Regions from separate parts of the Gasterosteus aculeatus genome. Here region 2 is linked to region 1. A link is a contact called in public Hi-C data. All regions are on one chromosome and are shown on one strand. The core of a region is the stretch at or near the end of the contact, and the rest is flanking DNA. Distances in the headings are between cores, read along the strand shown.

The links. A called contact is a pair of places that touch in the nucleus more often than the background predicts.
Region 2: a Hi-C map of skeletal muscle shows a contact between it and region 1, with 2.8 times the contacts expected there. The contact joins the promoter of dmxl1 here to the enhancer-like site in region 1. A contact is called at or near these places in 3 of 6 Hi-C or Micro-C datasets (liver, skeletal muscle and tail fin).

What each region holds. Positions count from the first base shown.
Region 1 is chr13:6,435,903-6,442,595 of fGasAcu3.hap1.1, forward strand. sema6a (sema domain, transmembrane domain (TM), and cytoplasmic domain, (semaphorin) 6A) reads right to left here. Exons shown (of 18, transcript XM_040195443.2): 16 at 5,937-5,995; 17 at 5,147-5,167. Among protein-coding and RNA genes, the nearest start is that of sema6a, 79 kb to the right of the region's middle. Within about 2 kb of position 3,674, at least 4 of the 9 cell types and tissues checked have open chromatin away from gene starts, as enhancers often do.
Region 2 is chr13:6,528,601-6,534,759 of fGasAcu3.hap1.1, forward strand. dmxl1 (Dmx like 1) reads left to right here and starts at 2,070. Exons shown (of 51, transcript XM_040195678.2): 1 at 2,070-2,458; 2 at 3,973-4,216; 3 at 5,402-5,527. The coding sequence starts at 4,130.

The DNA.
Region 1 (6,693 bases), core at 2,424-4,923:
AAAAAATGGGGAAATGTTTTTGACGTTGTGCAAAGCAGTCGGCAGAATGAATGTCTGCGTGATTTAAAAGTAACGACGTAGCGCGCCCGGGCAACGTAGCAACGAGTGCACTTTATTAATTCACACTACGCCTCAAGTGTCCCCTTTGTTTGCCTGTATTCTGCCACATAACCAGTGTTGGGAGTAACGCTTTACTGTAATTAGAGTAACGCATTACTGTAATTCCACTACTTTTAGCGGTAACGAGCATGTAACAAAGTATTTTTAAAAATAAAATAACGCAGTTACAATTACTGAAATTGAAATGAGTTCGTTACTCGCGTTACTCAGAATAGTCGCCGTACGCGCACGGAAACAGCATCGCGTCGCTCATGACGAAAGAGCGCAGCCCCGCGGATGCTGCAGGCGCCGCTCCACGCAAACAACCACGGCTCCACTTTACACGGACCGCAGTGCAGCCGATAAACCGGGCAGAGCTGAGTAGATTGATTGCTCGCTATGTTGAAGATGAGATGCATCCTGTCAACTGTCGAGTCAGTTGCCTTCAGGCAAATGCCTGAAACAGTTATTTTGTATTAAGTTAAGTATTAAAAAGCACTTTTGTACTATTGCTTGATTTGAAGGGCTGTTGCCCTGTTGATTACCATTTATAGGTCTAAAAAATATGTTTATTGTGTTTGACAGTGTCAGTACTATTTATATTCATTACATTTAAAAAGCTTTCCAGAGTAACTAATTACTTTTTGATACACAGTAACTGGTAAGTAATTCAATTACCTTTAAAAGAAGTAACTAAATACTCATTTTCAGTAACTTGCCCAACACTGCACACAACCCTCTGTAACGGTCGCTTGATACACTACGTCTCTGCGTCACATGACCTGACCGATTGCTAAAACGAACCCTTGCAACAGCATCCGTGCGTCGCACAAGTGTGTGAATTCTATGTAATGTTAATAAAGGCAGAGAACGCGCAGACGGAGGCTAGTTTTGACCATGAAAAGACACATTTTACGGACATCTCTGCTCTGGTTTTTCTTTCAATGTCTTTCTTTATAGACGGTCAATAGAAAGCCGCGACTGTGAACAAATGACAATTAATAACAATTAAGAAATATCTCCTCAAGGCAACGCTGGAGCTGCCTCTAATAACGGGTTTTGTGTCTTGTGGCAGGGACGTTCTATTAAGGGACGAAACATGCTACAGTGACCTTTTTATTCCTTTTTCTCCTCCGCCCTTCAACATGTGTCGTCTCCTTGCTTCCTCTCCTTTTCCCTCTGTCTCATTTATCCCGGCGAGCCGTCCTTGCGGCGGTGCGGCACCGGGCAGGTTGTTAACGGAGGAGGAAAAGGGCGTTCAATGTCATGTCATTGTGTCGCGGAGCATGACAGAGCCGGCGGCCGGGCCGTCTTCTCGGGGAAATGAATACATCTCTGTTTTTGTCCTATTGAGAGCGTAATGGTGTGGATATTACGTCTCCTGTGGGGCATTACGGCGCCTTGATAATAAATCCATCCTGCTGAGTGCGCCTGTTTGTCCGCGTGCATGTGTCGTAATGGGTGCATATTATGTATGCGTCTGAATGGGCCACGTAGGTGGGTTTGCATACGTTTCTTTCGGGGGGGGGGCTTACGTGCACAGTGAGGCAATTTGTACCCTGGGGAGAACGCGATCCACCATTTCTAAACCTTGTCAGCTGGAAGCAGCCAGGCAGCCGTATATCTCAATTACGCAACCCCCCCACCCCTCCCCTCTCCCCACCAACCCCCCCCTTCCTTGCCACAGGTGACAATGGACCAGATTGACTGCTCGCTGTTGTGTTCCAAGGCTTACCATTGGCTTCGGGCTGGGTCTGAGAGGGCACGGCTACGTAGGGGTCCTCCCCTTTGTCTGAGCTCATTGGGGGGTCCTTCCGCTCCACCATGCGGCCCCGCCCCAGGGGGCCCTCGGCCGCCTCGGGCAGGGCCGAGGTGGGGAGGGAGAGGGTGCGGTGATGGTGGCGGTGATGGTGGCCTGCCGGACACAACACAGGTTATCCGGCGCTCGAGGCAGGCCTCAGTGCATGTGAGCACCGGCCAGCTGGGGTGCCGACACGCACTCACACACACGCAGGCGTTTCTTCCTCCTTCTAAGCGCACACACACACACACATACACAGGCGCACGCAACATCTGCTCGACTGTGCGATGCAACAAAGTGTTTCATCCCGGTGACCTCGGGGAAACTCATTAGCAAATGTGTGTGTGTGTGTGTTTCTCAGCAGAGACGTTCTTTCCCTTTCTCCTGTCACTCTCTGCCCTTCTCGCTCTCTTCCCTCCTGTTCTGACTGACGCGTCGGAGCGGCTTTGGGCCTGTCAGAGCAGAGCGGAGAGTACAATCGCGTTGCTCCACAATCACCATAGGGGGCCAATCTTTGATATGAAGGACGAGAGACAAAGTTTCTTTCCATCGCTCCTGTTGAGAAGTCTGCCTTTAACTTTTTCTTCAGCTGCGGAGCGCTTGCTCCTCCTCTTGTTAAGCGTTGCATCCTAATTATTTCAAACTTATTTAATCTAGCATGACGTCTGTTACAATTGGTTACTCTCTGATCTGAGATCTGCCGCTCCACCTCTTCTCATGTGGCAACTAAATACCATTTTGTTTTGGACTACAACCTTGCACTCTTAATAATAAGTGCCAATGAACTAAATCATTAATTGAAAAAATAATTGGCAGATTTATCTGCATCAAGAATAAATTGTAAAATGTCTCTCTCGTTCCTCCTTTTATTATGTCCTAGTTTTCCTCGTCTGTATTCTCCCCACGCTTCCCCACTTACACCCAATTTTCTTTCTATTTAAACCAAATATCCGCCCAAAAGTTTTGCATCTGCACGCCTGGTAATCTGTATTTAGCGCGGCCTTTCTGCACCAAGTCTAGATCAATCACGGGAGAAATGAGTTGTTTACAGTTAGTGAATTTCCTCTGATTGGGATCCTCCCAGTAACTACATTCCTTAGTGACTGAACCCACTGCTGGCCAACAGCGGAAGAGGGAATCACAACGCAGCCAGATAATGAGACTGTAACGAGAACATCACGCATGCAGGACGTTTCTCGACGTGCTCTAACCTCTGAGGGTGACAATTGCTCTTTTATCTGTGGGTGACGGATCATACCTTCCTCCTCCTCCTCCTCTACCTCACAATGTGTGCTTTCCTGCCTCCACCCGTCCTCCACGCTTTGTCTGACTGATTATTTCTGAACCATGCTAATCACGTTACCCTCCCACATGCTAATGCCACCCTACACAGGTTTGCACAAGCTACATATTGTATTAAACATAAGGTAAAAGAAAGCATCCCACCCTAGATGAAGACTGACAACACTTTTATCAGCAGCCTCTGTGGAGCTCTCCCTATGGAGGAGGTGACAGCAACGCGTGTGTGTGCAGATGTGCGAGCGCCTTTTCAATATGTGTTTATGCTCTTTGAAGAGGGTGGGGAGCATTTCATGGGGGCTAACGTCGGTAATGCTGCTGGTAGACTACGCACAACACCACCCGGAGCCTCTTCCTCCGTGTGCCACGGCAATCATTAAAATGATTTATTTAACTATTGGCCCAAGGCTGAGAGATTAGTGTGACAGGCCTATTTTATAATTCATTCCCCCACCGCCAGGGGAAGTGCTATTCAGGCAGATGACACACATAGAGTGAGAGCTCGGAGCCTTAAAGCTCCTCCGCGTATCAGGGAGGGTAAAAAAATAAAAGAATCCTGCCGACGGATGCACATCCTTCTCTTTCTGCAGATTAAAAGAGCGGCGAGGGCGTCTAGTCGGGGAGTGGAGGAGAAGAGGATGGAGAGGGGGCATGTATTTATCTTGAAATCCATATCAACCTCCAACAGATAGACGGAGGGGCTCGGGTAATGGCAAAGACTTTGTTTGGGGGGTTGTAAACTGCTTGGTGTGTGTGTGTGTGTGTGTGTGTGTGTGTGTGTGTGTGAGAGAGATTGCCTGGAAACACACACACACAGCCAAGCCTATGGGAGCGTGTTCAGCACTGTAGGGGTGCAGACCAACACAGAGGCCTGTTTTTTAACATGGGTTTCCAAAAGGAAGGAGGTGCACAGTGGGGGGTACAGAGAGAGAGAGAGCGAGAGATGGTCTGGGCTATGGAACGACTTTAAAATATCTATTCTTGTCCTTCTGTATGGATCTGACTGTTTGAACTGACAGCTGCAAGGGTTTGTGTGTGTGTGTGTGTGAGAGAGAGAGAGAGATTTACTGAAAACCATAAAGTAAGGTGGATGTGTGGCTCCTCCGGATAAGACCGACCTTTTCCGCTGCAGGCTAATCACGTCTGTTTATTATTCTTCAAATCGACTCGAGCTATAAGCGTCATCGCTCTGATTGTGATATTGCTGTGTGCGATTATGAGAGCAATTTGCGGGAGCAGAAAAATGGGTCTCTGCTCATTTTTGCATTAGCCTTTTTTTTCTTCTTTTTTTTTTTTAAAGCATAGAGTGGATGCCAACTACACATGCACGGTGGCAGTTGGCAGAAACGCATCAAATCTCGCCCGACTCTAAACAGGCCAGTCTAATCTACCTCTCCCTCTGTTCACACATGTCCTGCTTAATGTGCACACTGAGGCATTTGTGCACCATCAAAGCCTTAAAGCACCAACAACCAGATCCATCCAATTAGAAGCAAAGGTCAGAGCTAATCGATGATGTTGCACAGGGGGGTAAAGAGTAGTTGGAACAATTAAGGAGGGAGACGAGGTGCACTAGAATCACAATGTGAATAGAAAGGATTCTTGGATTTCTAATTCTACGTCCTTTATTCTAAACTACAAAAGGGGAATGGCGGAGGGGGGGGGGGGGCACCACGAGAAGTAAATTGCACAGACCGTGCATCGTTTCATTACCTTCGTCACCGGAAGGAACCTCTATGAAAAAGAAGGAACGAAATGAATTCCGTTAAAAGCATGAGTCATTAATAACCTGCCTTTAGGTGTGTGGGAGGAGTTTTCATTTCGTTGAGAGGGGATGATTGATTGATTAGATGAAGGGGTGTGGCCAGAGCTAAAGAGTCAGGGGACATGAAACGCAGCTCCTGTCTTTTATTTAATTGCCTCTACAGTAAAATGTGGGATACTTACCGTTCAGCGCCACAAAGGTGTCTGGAAGAAGCAGAAAGGAAACGAGGGGAAACGTGTTATTATTGGCGGCAGTAAAGGGAGCTCATGCTTTAACATGATCAAAAGGCATGACTTCTAAAGTGATTCAGAATCGACTGGCTGCTCGATACTCTCCTAACTTTAAATCAGAGTTGATGTGTTGCCTATACAGTTAATGAAGGTTCAACTTCACGGCTTCCCTTCACTGAACACGCTGGTGAATTCGAGTAAACAGATTGAGATGAAGATGATTCGTCAAAATGTTCAGAAGTTTCTCCTGAAAACTGGCTGAGTATAAATCCAAGAGAGTATCACATTCAACAAATCCAAACAGCTATTCTAGACATGAAATCCAATATACCATAAGCCTCTTTTACAATATACATTGTAAAAGCGGCTTTTCAAGACTTCGGAGGCTGACTTGTGTTTCAAACCACAAGACTCACAAGTCAGACCCCGTTGCCCCGAGCGCTTGTGTTGTGTATTTTGTAGCCAATCTTAAACAGGCGATACAGTCTTGCCCAAGTGGACACAACACTCCGTTGACCGGGAGACCAGAGAGACGGCGGGGGGGGACAGAAGAGGACGAGAGCTGAAAAGGGACAGATGGATGGAAGAGGCTGAAAGAGAGGATTGTGAGGGCGGAACAGACGGGGGAGAACAAGGTGACAGCAGCAAAGAAGGAAAGGAAAGAGGGACACTCGGTTAGCAGGGAGGAGAGGAATGGTGTAGAATGGAGGAGGAAAGATACGAGTGAAGAGGGCCTGCTTACTTTGGCAGTCTCCCAGGCCATCTGTGTTACCATGCTCCACGTCCTGCTCAAAGGCCGATCTGCGGGGAACAGAGACGTCATGGTCAGCGGCGAAAAAAAACAGGCCAGGCCACGCAGGCTCGCCGCCCCTAAAGTAACAGAGCTATAGGGCAGCGCGCTGATAGCCGCCCCGAGCACAGCGCAGCCTGGGCCTGCACACAGTGTGGGCTGCAGAAAGCGCTGTACTGGAACACAATCAAAGAAAAAGACTTGCAGGTGCCCCGAAGGCCTAAAATCAGTGGTTATGAGGAATGCTGACAGGCTGGTAAATCCATACCTGGCACAAGACTCATTGCCAGAAGTGGCGATAGAAATAGATCTGTATGTTGTTTGACTGAAGACCTGTCGTTGTGTGTTGTGTGGTCTTCAAGAAATGGAGTTTGGGGTAACGTGGCGCTTCACGTTTCTGTGTCGGTGTGATGAATCTGAAACTTAGCTTAGCTTAGCTTAGCACGAGGACTGGAAAACAGCTAGCCTGGCTGTGTCCAAAGGAAAACACAATCCACTGACTCCGCCTCGAAGATCATCAATTAAGACATTTTTATCTTGTTTCTTTAAACCAAACAAAAAATAAAAGTGTTAAAAGCAATTATGGGCTGTTTTTTCAGAGAGGTTGCCAGGCAACCAGCGGAGACGCAAACAAAGTCTCTCCTAGACAAGCTAGCTGTTGCCCCTGTTTCCAATCTTCATATCTACCATACGGACATGGAAGTAGTCT
Region 2 (6,159 bases), core at 820-3,319, 91 kb after region 1:
ATGGTGGATCGTTTTACCAATTATACCTTTTTAGAAGATATGTGTTGTATATTAGAGACAAAAGACATTGGAGGTGAAGAGGAAGAGGAAGCGCGTCAGCGATCTTGAAACGGTCGATGTAGGTCTTTAGCGATGCTGACACATTCAAATTGCAATATGTTTGGACTGGTTTTAGCGCTCTGCCCTTATGCAACTGTAATAATAGCTATATGCATGTATGTGTATGCTCACTTTAACATAGTGCTCTATAAAACAAAATGGTTTAAGCCTTGAATTGAGTATCAGCATCTGTTCTCTGGCACAGGGAGCTTTAACATTCACTAAACTCCATTATAGTTATTTCCAATTTCAGACGGGAGAGATTTTTTCTTCTTCTTTCTTTTTAGGCATCTTCACTACAAAGAAACTATTGCTGGCAAAGGCGCTCATACACAAACTCAAAAAACTCAATATCACACTGAAGAGCACTATCCTTTATACACCGTGGACGAGAGTTTGTCTGTGGAAGAATTCGTATTTTCGCTGTGGATTTTTTCAAAGACAAACCCATGTGTGTGTGTGTGTGTGTTTGTACATGTGTGCACAAGCATGCATGCGTGCAAGAATATAATGTCATTTTTTTGCACATACATTTAACCTGCACACGTATATGTGTTTATTAAAACTATAAATCACTATTTATCACACTAATAAAGATGCATATTTAATAAGTCAGTGACCTACTTCCTGAATGGGAAGTCAACAGTTTCCTCATCATCACCATCCAACTCCCAGGACGATGAATGTCGCCAACCTTCCTTAATGTCACTGCCACGTCACCCATTTGAATTATTCATAGTGACTGTCGTTCCCACTTATCTCCTAGCGCGTTAATCGAGTAAGAAGCCTTCCACCCTCCCGTCCTCATTAATTTCCCATTCAACAGTGTTTTACCCGTGGAGATTGGGTCGAATGTGCAGAAATATTTACAAGTAGAAATTAAGAAGTTAGCTGGAGGCTAAATGTCATGTAGCCGGGATAATATCTTACGCTGTGTAAAGTCAGCGTTCAGTCATCGTAACGACAGGCCTCCATTGATCTGAATGAGGGAAAGGGGTAAGAAAGATGTACTTAAAAAACAAGAGCAAAAAATAACATCTGATCATAAGACCGGAATATAGTCCAGTTCTACCATAGTGGTCAAAGTAAACTAGAGACCAGAGTATTGAGCAACAGTGACATCCTGTGGTTGCTAATGGGCTCAATGCAAATCTGATTTAGATTGAATTTACATTGGACTACCAAGCATTGTGGAAATATCATTTTACAACACTAGAAAAGTAACAGGTTGAAAATCTCAGCAAATGGCAGATGAGCAGTTGCCCAAAATGTCTTGCCCCTAAATAAGTAAAGAGAGTGTTGCCGATAGATATTACCTGTCTAGGATGACAAACAAACTTGGTTCGACAAGCTTTAGAACACATTTAAACTGTCACACACTGAATTCACACATGAGAGGGTTATTTTTACTTCACAGTGAAATACTAATACAGGGTGTGTTATTTCACCAGGACATTAATGTTAATGGTAAACAAACACACTTCTCCCCGTTCAAAGGGCTTTGACACTACATGTCATTCATACAATGATGGAAGCTAGCTACCATACACAGTGGCACCTGTAACCCATCGGTGACTATCATTCTCACCATTCACACATCATAGTCAAAGCCATGTTGGGGTTAAGTGTAACAGTACACTGTTACAGTACACTGTTACACCAAGTACAACCATTGTTACACCAAGTACAACCATTGCCTATATAGCAGCATCCCGACCGATCTGCGTTTACATAGTTATCATGTGCTGCTTACTCATCTCGATGCTGCATGGGTTAAATGGTGGTTGCAAATCCATTCAAGTTAGTAAAAGCTACTTTAACCCCTTTAGGGGCACTGTTAAATAGGAAAATATGACTTATATTTCACCATATGATCACATTGCAGTTATGTAATACTCGTCTACAGAAAACAACTGTAAAAAACAAACAAACAGCCACACGTGAGGTGTCCGCTGCGAGCCTGCAGGCCCTGCGCTGATGTCACAGGGCAACTACAAGGACCACAATGCACTGCAGCGAACGGTCATAATCATGACACATCTTCAACATGGGAAAAAGCTTCCCTCTTGGAAGCGTTTTACTTGCTAACCTCGGGCAGACGCTGCCCCCTTCCCGCGGTCAGCGCTCGCAGAAGTATTCATAAAGCCGCTGGTCTCAGCCAGCACAGATTGTCAGGCGTGCACACGTGACCGAATGTTTAGCTAGCTGTCTCGCTCCGCAGCTCGATAGAAGACAGCCTCGCATGCTAGCGCGCGCTAACGCCAGCTAGCCGAGGGGACGTGACGTTTAACGGCGGAGAGGTAACCTACGTGCATCGAAGACACGGGCTTTGAGGGACATTATCAAGTAGATACGCGGGGTAAGTAGCGCGCCACCGCGTTTAACGTCAGGTTGTGTCGCGGTGTTTGTGTTACTGGTGAAGCTGCAGTTTGACGTTAGCCAAACTTGACAGCCAAGTTAGCCACAGCATTCGACGACTTGAACACAGGTAGTTGGCCGCTGGCTAACGTGTCAGGTGTTTGCTTGAAGTCATCGGGACACTCGACCACCTGTGTGTCTCATCCGTACCGGGCCCACGGTGTGACCCAGACGCGGTCTCAGTTGGGCTGTTTGGTGGGGAAACGTTTATCACGTGAGTCGCCACCGCACGGACGACATGACGCGCGTCGCCTCCAAACCACTGAACCGTGTGTTTGTGCACGAAAACATTTTGACACCCGTCGTCCGCTTAAAAGACATTACACGGCGATTTGACGGTTGCAATAATAATAATTATTATATTATTAAGTCATGTGCCTTTCCCCGGAACAGAAATATGTAACGTTCGCTAACGTTAACCGAGTCAGCAATATGGCTTTAGGAGACGTAATGTGTTTGTTTTTTTATTTTATATATGTTTCCTAATACCAGACGTCCCATTGTCACGATACAGCTACTTAAGTCGGGATGTTGACCTATAACCATCAGTATTGAGAAATCCTTTGCATTGCACGAGCATTGTAAAACAAGTGGTAAAGCAAAGGTGAGCTGAAGTGGAATAAAGGTGTAAGTGAGACTGCTGCTTGGCGCTGAATCACTTCTGGCACCTGCTCTGCACTCTTTTTTTATAAAGGCCTTTTAGTGTCTATTGGACAGATGGGGGTCTGTCAAAAGGCCAATCAAAACCTCTCATTGTAATCTAATTTAGCTATGGCAGTCATACGATTGCTTCTCTCATATACACATGACACAATTTTCTACGTGGGCAGTGAACAGAAGCTGCTAGACATTCTTGCCTTTTCAAGGATTATACAACACTGGACGTGTGCTGTCATCAGACTAATCAAGCTTGCTGATTTTTTTTATTATTTTTTTACGCTTCCTGAAAGGCCTCCCTGCTATTTATCTGGCTGTATTCAACCTGGTGGTCACTCCAATTCCTAATAGATACTAATTAGTTTGACAATCAAGAAACTCACTACATTAGAGCGGCAGTGAAAGATGATCAGCTCACACAAGTAGTACGAGTTTTAGGGTAATTCAGTCTTTAACCTTGATCAAGTGACCCATGACGCCAATTTCCACTGTCTGTGTGCCGAATAGGTTTGATGCTTATTTGCAGCTAGTTGGTTTCCCATACTGCCAGCATGTTTTCATACAATGGTCCCATTGTGAGACCCATTTCATGCTGTTTTTGACCGGTGCAGAAAAACTCTTGATGCTCTGTATGAAAACTATAATTCAATGAAAACAATTTGCAGACCATTTATTTCCTTCTCCCACATGCTGAGTGTTGAATCAATATCCATGTTAGTAATATGCTCTAGGCTTGATGTGTACTGAAACAATATATTCTCTGTTTTATGTCTTCCGTCTCGTTGTTTCTCTCTTCAGTACAGCAAGCCTGCAAAGACACTGAAGTGAGTTCCCAGGATAAGGACAAAGATGAACACGTCCTTCCCATGGTTTCCCATGAATCTCACCTGGAGTGGAAGGGTGTTTTGAGAAGGGCGACCGCAGAAGGAACACAAGGAGACCGGAAATAAGAGCCATGAATCTCCATCAGGTCCTCACAGGAGCCGTCAACCCTGGAGACAATTGTTTTTCTGTGGGGAGCGTCAACAATGTGCCATTCACGGTAAGATGTATCAGGCTTTCTGTTAGCAAGGGGACTTATTTCCTAATTCACAATGAGACTAAATAGATTAACATTGTTTTATTTTTTATAGTCAATAATTTGTCATGCAATAGGTGTTTTTTTGTTGTTCTTTGTTAAAAGCAGCATTACAGATGAGTGATCAAATTAACAATTGGCTCATTTGAAAAGATTTTTCTGGATGGAAATGTCAATTCCCCATCCTGCCTGGTGATCATACAAACAATACAATTTTTCTAAGAAGTAGACAACATTTACAGTAGCCACTCCTAGTAAACTTTGTGAAATACAAGTTCTACTCTTTTTTTTTTTTTTTTTTTTTTCCCAGGTGAGGTAGCACACGTCCATTGTAAAGCCCTGCCGGAGGGAAACGTGTAATTAGTTTTGTCAACATCTCCCAGTTCGAAGTATTAACACAAAGGAGGGAAGGTACTAAACCGACCAGGGCTGCAGGCTGGTGGCCTCATTTTTAAGTGTTGCACAGTCTAAACCCTCTTCCCACGCAAAAGTTTGGAGCCATTAAAAAAAAAGCGGCACACTTGTACGGAAACTCTGGTCCGTACGTACGCACACTATGAGACGGAAATTTGACAACACAAATTCGATGCCAGTTTTTGAAGAATGAAATACAGACCCATTATTGTTTGTAGAAATCCAAGATAACAGATAACCTGCCGTCAGGGGGGTTGTAGGGACGAATTAGGAAACCGTTAGATGCCAAATCATTTTTTAAGATCACGCTCAAAAGTGCAAAAGCATTGCCCTCTACTGCAGGACGTCCTGAAGGTCTTAGGACTGTGTGTCTGGAAAAACAAAGCCACACCTGACCACAGCTTTTGCCCTTTGTGGAGTCAACGGCAACTCTTGTGTGACACGACCGCAATTCTATTCAGAGAGTAAATCAATAGAACTATTTACGTCCGCCCGTCCTCCTGCGACAGATTCACGGTGACTCACGGCTCATGTGGAGATCTCCCTCCGAGAGCGACTGAAAAGGCATTGAATTCTAATCTTATCTGCTCGTGTCCCAGAGCTGTCATATGTTTGTGGTTTGATGCGGTGACACTGGCTCCAGGACAAGTGAAGTTCACATGACCCTCCCTCCTCCTCCTCCTCCTCCTCCCCCTCATGAGTGTTCTCTTCAATCCCCCCGCTCTCTCTCGGCAGGCCTATGCGTCAGGTTGTGACGTGGTGATTTTGGGCAGCGACTTTGAGCGACTGCAGATCATCCCCGGGGCCAAACATGGCAACATCCAGGTCTGCTGTGTCGACTGCTCGCTGCAGGGTGGAAAGGTAATGGACGTGTTCCTGGAATAACATGCGCTTTGCAGTTTAAATGACTGTTTTAGTAGATTTATTCATGGCTTATCAGTGGGAAGGTATATTCAAATGAAAAAGCGATGGGGATTTTTGGTTCGTGATTACATTTTTGTGTTTTTGATTGGAGGTCAATATTGTAGATCATTAGTGGATAAAGAATTTGCTACAGAAAGTGTTGCTGTCATATACAAACAATGAAGGACATACGAATAATACAAAGGAATTCATATGTTATGTGTGTTCATCTTTCAGTGTTTTCCCCATTGACCGGACCGTTCTCCTGAATGACTACACAGTCAGAGTTGAATGCGTGGTGGTCAGTGCAGTGTCCGCAGAATCTTATCTATCTCGTGAATCCCGCCCAAACGTTGCTAAAAAGACTGTTCTTCAATTTGGATTCAGACTGATGATGATGAATCCTTTATTGGCGGGCACATAATTGTCTAGCTCTTTATTTATTTAGTGTTCACAGCTCTTGCCTTCAGGGAAGAGCGGTATTGGCACCATCAACGTTGGTTTCAATGAACTTTTGCTTGCTGTCATCCCATCGAAGGACCAAGTAGTGGCACAGCAGGCACATTCGCTCATGAAATGACACTCACCAC